Linked DNA regions of Sus scrofa: region 2 is linked to region 1. The links are chromatin contacts, called in public HiChIP or PLAC-seq maps. All regions are on one chromosome and are shown on one strand. The core of a region is the stretch at or near the end of the contact, and the rest is flanking DNA. Distances in the headings are between cores, read along the strand shown.

Region 1 (3,640 bases), core at 597-3,096:
GAAAGCTGGACAGTGGCATGTAAATCAATGAAGTTAGAACACTCCCTTACGCCATGCACAATAATAAACTCAAAATGGCTTACAGACTTAAATATATAAGACATAACATCATAAAACTCCTAGAGGAGAACACAGGCAAAACGTTCTTTTACATAAATTGAAGCAATGTTTTCTTAGGTCAGTCTCCCAAAGCAAAAGAAAAACAGGCAAAAATAAACAAATGGGACCTAATCAAACTTATAAGCTCTGCACAGCAAAGAAACCACAAACAAAATGAAAAGACAAACTACAGACTGGAAGAAAATATTTGCGAACAACACGAATGACAAGTGCTCAGTTTCCAAAATATACAAACATTTCATACAGCTCAATGACAGAAAAAAAAAAAAAGTCAAAAATGGGCAGAAGGAGTTCCCATCTTGGCGCAGCAGAAACGAATCTGACTAGGAACCATGAGGTTGTGGGTTTGATTCCTGGCCTCGCTCAGTGGGTAAAGGATTCAGTGTTGCCATGAGCTGTGGTGTAGGTTGCAGATGAGGCTCGGATCTGGCATTGCTGTGGCTCTAGCGTAGGCCGCAGCAACAACTCCGATTAGACCCCTAGCCTGGGAAACTCCATATGCTGTGGGTGCAGCCCTAAAAAGACAAAAAGACAAAAAAAAAAAAAAAAAAAAAAAAAAAAGGCAGAAGACATAAGACGTTTCTCCAAAGATGACATCCAGATGGCCAACAGGTACATGAAAAGATGCTCATCATCTCTAATTACTAGAGAAATGCAAATCAAAGCTACAATGAAGTGTCACCTCATACTGGTCAGAATTTCCATTATCAAAAAGTCTACAAATAAATGCTGGAGAGGATGTGGAGAAAAGAGTAACCTCCCACCTTGTTGGTAGGAATGTAAATTGGTGCAGCCACTAAGGAAAACAATGTGGAAGTTCCTTGAAAAATCAAAAATAGAGCTACCGCATGATCCAGCATTCCCACTCCTTGGCATCTATCTGGAAAATATTAAATCTCTAATTCAAAAAGACACGCACCCCAACATTCATAACAGCACTATATACAATAGCTAAGACATGGAAGCAACCTAAGTGTCCACTGATAGATGAATGGATAAAGAAAATGTGGTATTATACACAACAGAATATTAGTTGGCCATAAAAAGTATGAAATAGTATTATTTGCCACAACATAGGTGGACCTAGAGACTATTATACTAAGTGAAGTAAGTCAGACAGAGAAAAGCAAGTATCATATGATATCACTTCTGTGTGGAATCTAAAAAAATGACAGAAATGAATTTACTTACAAAATTGAAACAGACTCAGAGACATAGGAAACAAACTTATGGTTACCAAAGGGGAAAGGGGTAGGGAGAGATAAATTAGGGAGTTTGAGATTAATACATACAATAGCACTGTATACAAAACAGAAAAACAACACAGCTGTGTGTATAGCACAGGAACTATATTCAATAACTTGTATTAACCTATAATAGGAAAGAATATATATGTAAAATGAAATCACTTTGTGGAGCACCTGAAACTAATACGACATTGTAAATCAACTGAACTTCAATTAAAAAAATCTTGAGGCTTTCCTTGACTCTGCTCTTTCTTTCGAAATTCATATCCAAAACTATCAGCTCTATGTTCAGTTTATTTATTTACTTTTTAGTGGCTGCACCTGTGGCATTTGGAAATTCCTGGCCAGGGATCGAACCCGCGCCTCTGCAGCTACCTGAGTCACTGCAGTCAGATTCTTAACCCACCATGCCCCAGCAGGAACTCCTTGTGTTCATTTTATTATTCAGATTTCAACCACTTCTCGCTCCTTCACCACTGCCCCCTGGTGGCACGTCACATCAACTGCCCCTTCCTCCACAGACTAACCCAAGAGCCCTCCAGTTGGCTTCCCTGCTTTGAGCCCTTGTCCTCCTCTTCACAACAGCCGGAGTGGCCCTTGGTAAAATACAATCAGATCACATCACTGCTCTGCCTAAAACCTGCAAAGGCTCCCATTTAATCTACAGTAAGAGTCAGAATCCTCCCCATGGCACCCTCAGCTTGTGGCCTACTTGGCCTCCCTTCCTCTCTCCACCCCAAGCCGCTCCAGCTCCCTGGGCTCCTGACCCATCTGAGGACTCGCCAGTGTGGGCGGGAGCCACTGGGAACTGCATGGACAGTAACAACTCATGGTCGTAGTGGGACTGGTTGATATAGAGCATGTGCTTAAGGTCCTGACCTTTGGGGCTCAAGTCCTGAAATATTGCTGGAAATATCCAGACCTTCCAGAAATTGTATTCTGTTTCTCATCTGCTATCCTTTCTCCTATTAACAATGACATTGCCTATTCAAATGAACATATCGTTTCAGACAGATGGAAGAAATGAGCTCAAGGCTACTTTTCTCCCATTGTCAAAATATTTCCCATACAATTTTGGTCCATGGGCTTGCACACTAGTGGAACTCAGAATAACCTGGGGGAGGGGAAAGGGGTTCAAGTTGGGGTAAAGAGGGTCGAAAAGACCAGGTGTGTGCTAAAATGCCCATATTGTTTTGTTTTACTATCAGGAGAATGTACTCTAAACCCTTCAGATTCACATCTACAGATATTTTTATTTACTCCTCTGTCACGTGAACTCTGTTATTTGTCTTCATTTTACATGAAATAAAAGCTGTAGCTTGGAGATCTTACCAGGTCACAGAAAAAATGGCAAAACAGAATTGAGACACAGCAAGTGCCTGTAGAGGTGCAGTGGAAACGAATCCCACTAGCATCCTTGACGATAAGGGTTTGATCCCTGACCCCATTCAGGGGGTTAAGGTTCCGGCGTTGCTGTGAGCTGTGATGTAGGTTGCAGACGTGGCTTGGATCCCACGTTGCTGTGGCTCTGGTGTAGGCTGGCTCCTATTTGACCTGCAGCTTGGGAACTTCCATATACTGCAAGTGCAGCACTAAAAAGCAAAAAAAAAAAAAAAAAAAAAAAAAAAAAGAGAGATAGAGAGAAACTTCAAGCCTGTGTAGTTTCCAGCACACACATACCTCTGCTCTACCAACTTGCCGTGTCCTTCTTTTTCTTAAGATTTGTCCAAAATTAACTGATAAAAAAGAAACCCTATCCATTCTGGATCTGCTTGTAGAACACAAATATGAATTTGATTTCTAACACAAAAAGATGTAGGACTCTGGGCAAGGATGTTCCATTCATTATATGCCAAATGTGTTACTAAATCTGCTACAACAGTAATGCTCACTCTGACTTTCCCATCCTTGATTATTCTACTTAGAAGTGTTTAAGGTTAAGCAAAACTTCATTTCCCATGGCAGAGACTTGTCAAAATATCTCCCTCAACCTCTCAATAAATTAAATACTTACTTTATCTCAAGGGCTTCCACAATAGCAAACAACTACTATCAGATAAACTCTCCCACAGAAAATTATACCCACTGAAACAATATAAAAACAGCTATCTGATGGCACCAGGAAACCACCTAAAAATTCCTTGTCCATTGCTCTTGCCCTGGGTTTATCAATTTTGGACTTAAAAAATCATTAGATTTTTCAAAGGAACAACTTCAGGTTTTTCTGATCCTATCACGTTTGCTTTTCATTTAATTTCTACTCTCATATTTAG
Region 2 (3,717 bases), core at 44-2,543, 130 kb before region 1:
TTGGCAACCACAAGTCTATTCTCCATGTCCATGAGCTGCTTTTCTGCAGATAGGTTCATCTGTGCTATATATTAGATTCCAGATATGTGATACCATATGGTATATTTCTCTTTCTGACTTACACCACTTACTGTGAGTCTTTAGTTCCATCCATGTTGCTACAAATGGCTTTACTGTGTTCTTTTTATGGCTGGGTAGTATTCCGTTGTGTACATGTACCACATCTTCTCATTTATGTTGTTGGACATTTAGGTTGTTACCATGTCTTGGCTATTGTCAATAGTGCTGCAATGAACATAGGGGCACATGTATCTTTTTGAATGAAAGTTTTGTCCACATATGTGCCCAGGAGTGGGATTGCTGGGTCATATGGTTGTTTTATATTTAGTTTTCTGAGGTAGCTCCATACTGTTTTGCATAATGGTTGTACCAATTTACATTCCCACCAACAGTGTAGGAGGGTTCCCTTTTCTCCACAACCTCTCCAGCATTTGTTATCTATAGTTTTATTAATGATGGCTGTTCTGACCGGCGTGGGGTGGTACTTCATTGTAGTTTTGCATTTCTCTAATATTAGTGATGTTGAGCTTTTTTTCATGTTCCTACTGGCTATCTGTATGTCTTCTTTGGAGAAATGTCTATTCAGGTCTTCTGCCCACTTTTTGACTGGGTTGTTTCTCTGCTGTTGAGTTGTATGAGTTACTTGTATATTTTGGAAATTAAGCCCTTATCGGTTACATCTTTTGAAACTATTTTCTCCCCTTCCAAAGGCTGTCTTTTCACCTTTTTTATGGTTTCCTTTGCTCTGCAAAAGCTTCTATGTTTGATTAGGTCCCACTGGTTTATTTTTGCTTTTATTTCTATTGCCTTGGGAGACTAACCTAAGAAAACATTTGTAAGGTTGAGGTCAGGAATGTTTTGCCTATGTCCCTTCTAGGAGTTTTATGGTGTCTTATTTTTAAATCTTTATGCCATTTTGAGTTTATTTTTGTTCACAGTACAAGGGTGTGTTCTAGTTTCATTATTTACATGCAGCTAGCCAGTTTTCCCAGCACCACTTGCTGAAGAAACTGTTTCCCATTTTACATTCTTGCCTTCTTTGTCAAAGATTAACTGACCATAGGTGTCTGGGTTTATTTTCGGGTTCTCTATTTTGTTCCATTGGTCCATATGTCTGTTGTTGTTTTTTTCTGTGCTTTTAAGGGCTGCACCCACAGCATATGGAAGTTCCCAGACTAGAGGTCATATCGGAGCTGTAGCAGCCAGCCTACACAACAGCAACATAAGATTTGAGCTGCATCCTGTGACCTACACCACAGTTCATGGCAACACCAGACACTTGACCCACTGAGCAAGGCCAGGGATTAAACCCACTTCCTCATGGATACTGGTCAGGTTTGTTACCACTAAGCCACAACAGGAACTCCCCCATATGTCTGTATTTGTACCACTACCACAATGTCTTGATTAATGTACCTTTGGATATGGTCAGAAGTCTGGGAGAGTTATGCCTCCTGCTTGGTTTTTTTTCCCTCAAGATTGATTTCGCACCTCTGGGTCTTTTATGATTCCATATCAATTTTTGAATTATTTATTCTAGTTCTGTGAAAAATGTCATGGGTAATTTGACAGAGATTGCATTAAATCTGTAATTTGCTTTGGGTAGTATGGCAATTTAATGATATTAATTCTTCCAATGGAGGAGTATGGATATCTTTCCATTTCTTTGAATCCTCTTTTTTTTTTTTTTTGTCTTTTTTGTCTTTTTGTTGTTGTTGTTGTTGTTGCTATTTCTTGGGCCGCTCCCGCGGCATGTGGAGGTTCCCAGGCTAGGGGTTGAATCGGAGCTGTAGCCACCGGCCTACGCCAGAGCCACAGCAACGCGGGATCTGAGCCGCGTCTGCAACCTACACCACAGCTCACGGCAACTCCGGATCGTTAACCCACTGAGCAAGGGCAGGGACCGAACCCACAACCTCATGGTTCCTAGTCGGATTCGTTAACCACTGCGCCACGACGGGAACTCCTCTTTGAATCCTCTTTAATTTCCTTGATTATCCACCTTAATTTCCTTGATTAATGTTTTACAGTTTGCAGCATGTACGTCTTTCACCTCCTTGGTCAGGTTTACTCCTAGGTATTTATTTTTGGGAGGTGTGATTTTGAAATGTATTTTTATATTTCTAACATTTCATTGTTTGTACACAGAACTGCAATAGATTTCTTAATGTTAATCTTGTATCCTGCTACTTTGCTGAATTCACTGATCAGTTAGAGTAGTTTTTATGTGGAGTCCTTAGGGGTTTTTTATATATAGTATCTTGTCACTTTCATAGAGCAACAACTTTACCTCTTCTCTTCCAATTTGGATACCTTTTATTTCTTTTGTTTGTCTGAGTGCTGTGGATAGTACTTCCAATACCATGCTGAGTAAAAGTGCTAAGAGTGGGCATCCTTATCTTGCTCCAGATTTTAGCAGGAAGGCTTTCAGCTTTTTGATTTGCATATAATGAACCATTCTTGTGATCTTGGGATAAATCCCACTTGGTGGTGGTGCATGATCTTTTTTCGTGTTGTTGGATTCAGTTAGCTTAAATTTTGAGAATTTTTGCATCTATAGTCATAAAAGATATTGGCCTACAGTTTTCTTTTTCGGTAGTTATCTTTAGTTTTGGTATTAGGGTGATGGTGGCTTCATACAATCTCTTTGGGATTATTCTTTCTTCACCCTTTTGGAAAATTTTAAGAAGAATGGGTATAAATTCCTCTCTGTATGTTTGGTAGAATTCACCTGTGAAGCCATCTGGTCCTGGACTTTTGTTGGTAGGGAATGTTTTTATTACATATTCAATTTCATTTCTAGTTATTGGTCTGTTCAACTGATCTGCTTCTTGATTCAGTTTTGGAGGGCTGTATATCTCTAGAAAGTTGTCCACTTCTAGGTCGTCAAATTTGTTGGCATGTAACTATTCAGAGTATTCTCATGGTTTTTTGTATTTCTGCAGTATCCATTTAGATTTCTCTTTTTTCACTTATTTTGAGTTCTCTCCTCTTCCTGGTGAGTCTGCCCAGAGGTATGTCAACTTTGTTTACCCTTTCAAAGAACCAGCTCTTTGAAAATTTGGTTTTATGATTTTTCTCTGTTGTTTTTTGGATCTGTATATATATATACACACATATACGTTTTTTTGTTTTGTTTCCTTTTTTTTTTTGCTTATTAGGGCCACCCACAGCATATGGAAGTTCCCAGGCTAGGAGCTGATCAGAGCTGCAGCTGCCAGCCTAAGCCACAGCCACACAGGATCTGAGCTGTCTGCCACCTACACCACAGCTCATGGCAACGCTGGATCCTTAACCCACTGAGCAAGGCCATGAATTGAACCTGCATCCTCATGGATACTAGTCAGATTTGTTAACCACTGAGTCACAACAAAAAATCTGAATCTCTATTTCATTGATTTCCTCTCTGATCTTTATGATTTCCTTCCTTCTGCTGATTTTAGGTTATGTTTTTCTTTTTTAACTCTTTTAGGTGGTGGATTAAGTTGTTGATTAGATTTTTCTTATTTTCTGAGGAAGGCCTATGAATTTCCCTCTAAAAACTGCTTTTGTGACATCCCATAGATTTTGAATGGCTGTGTTTTCATTATCACCTGTCTCGAAGTGTTTTTCAATTTATCTTTTGATTTCCTCATTGACCCATTTTTTTTTACTAGC

Evidence for each region. HiChIP or PLAC-seq counts read pairs in DNA pulled down with a chosen protein or histone mark.
Region 2: an H3K27ac HiChIP or PLAC-seq map of alveolar macrophages shows a contact between it and region 1. The contact joins two enhancer-like sites. A contact is called at or near these places in 2 of 5 promoter capture datasets (fetal liver and liver), 17 of 47 Hi-C or Micro-C datasets (alveolar macrophages, blood, embryonic fibroblasts and 8 more) and 2 of 2 datasets of contacts at active chromatin or transcription factors (alveolar macrophages and skeletal muscle).

The regions. Positions count from the first base shown.
Region 1 is chr15:57,328,792-57,332,431 of Sscrofa11.1, reverse strand. All of the region lies in intron 2 of ARHGEF4 (rho guanine nucleotide exchange factor 4), which reads right to left. Among named protein-coding and RNA genes, the nearest start is that of ARHGEF4, 70 kb to the right of the region's middle. Within about 2 kb of position 1,846, at least 2 of the 83 cell types and tissues checked have an H3K27ac peak or open chromatin away from gene starts, as enhancers often do. A contact at or near this core is called in alveolar macrophages, where this site is marked.
Region 2 is chr15:57,461,362-57,465,078 of Sscrofa11.1, reverse strand. The region is part of intron 4 of PLEKHB2 (pleckstrin homology domain-containing family B member 2); the gene reads right to left. Among named protein-coding and RNA genes, the nearest start is that of PLEKHB2, 35 kb to the right of the region's middle. Within about 2 kb of position 1,293, at least 2 of the 83 cell types and tissues checked have an H3K27ac peak or open chromatin away from gene starts, as enhancers often do. A contact at or near this core is called in alveolar macrophages, where this site is marked.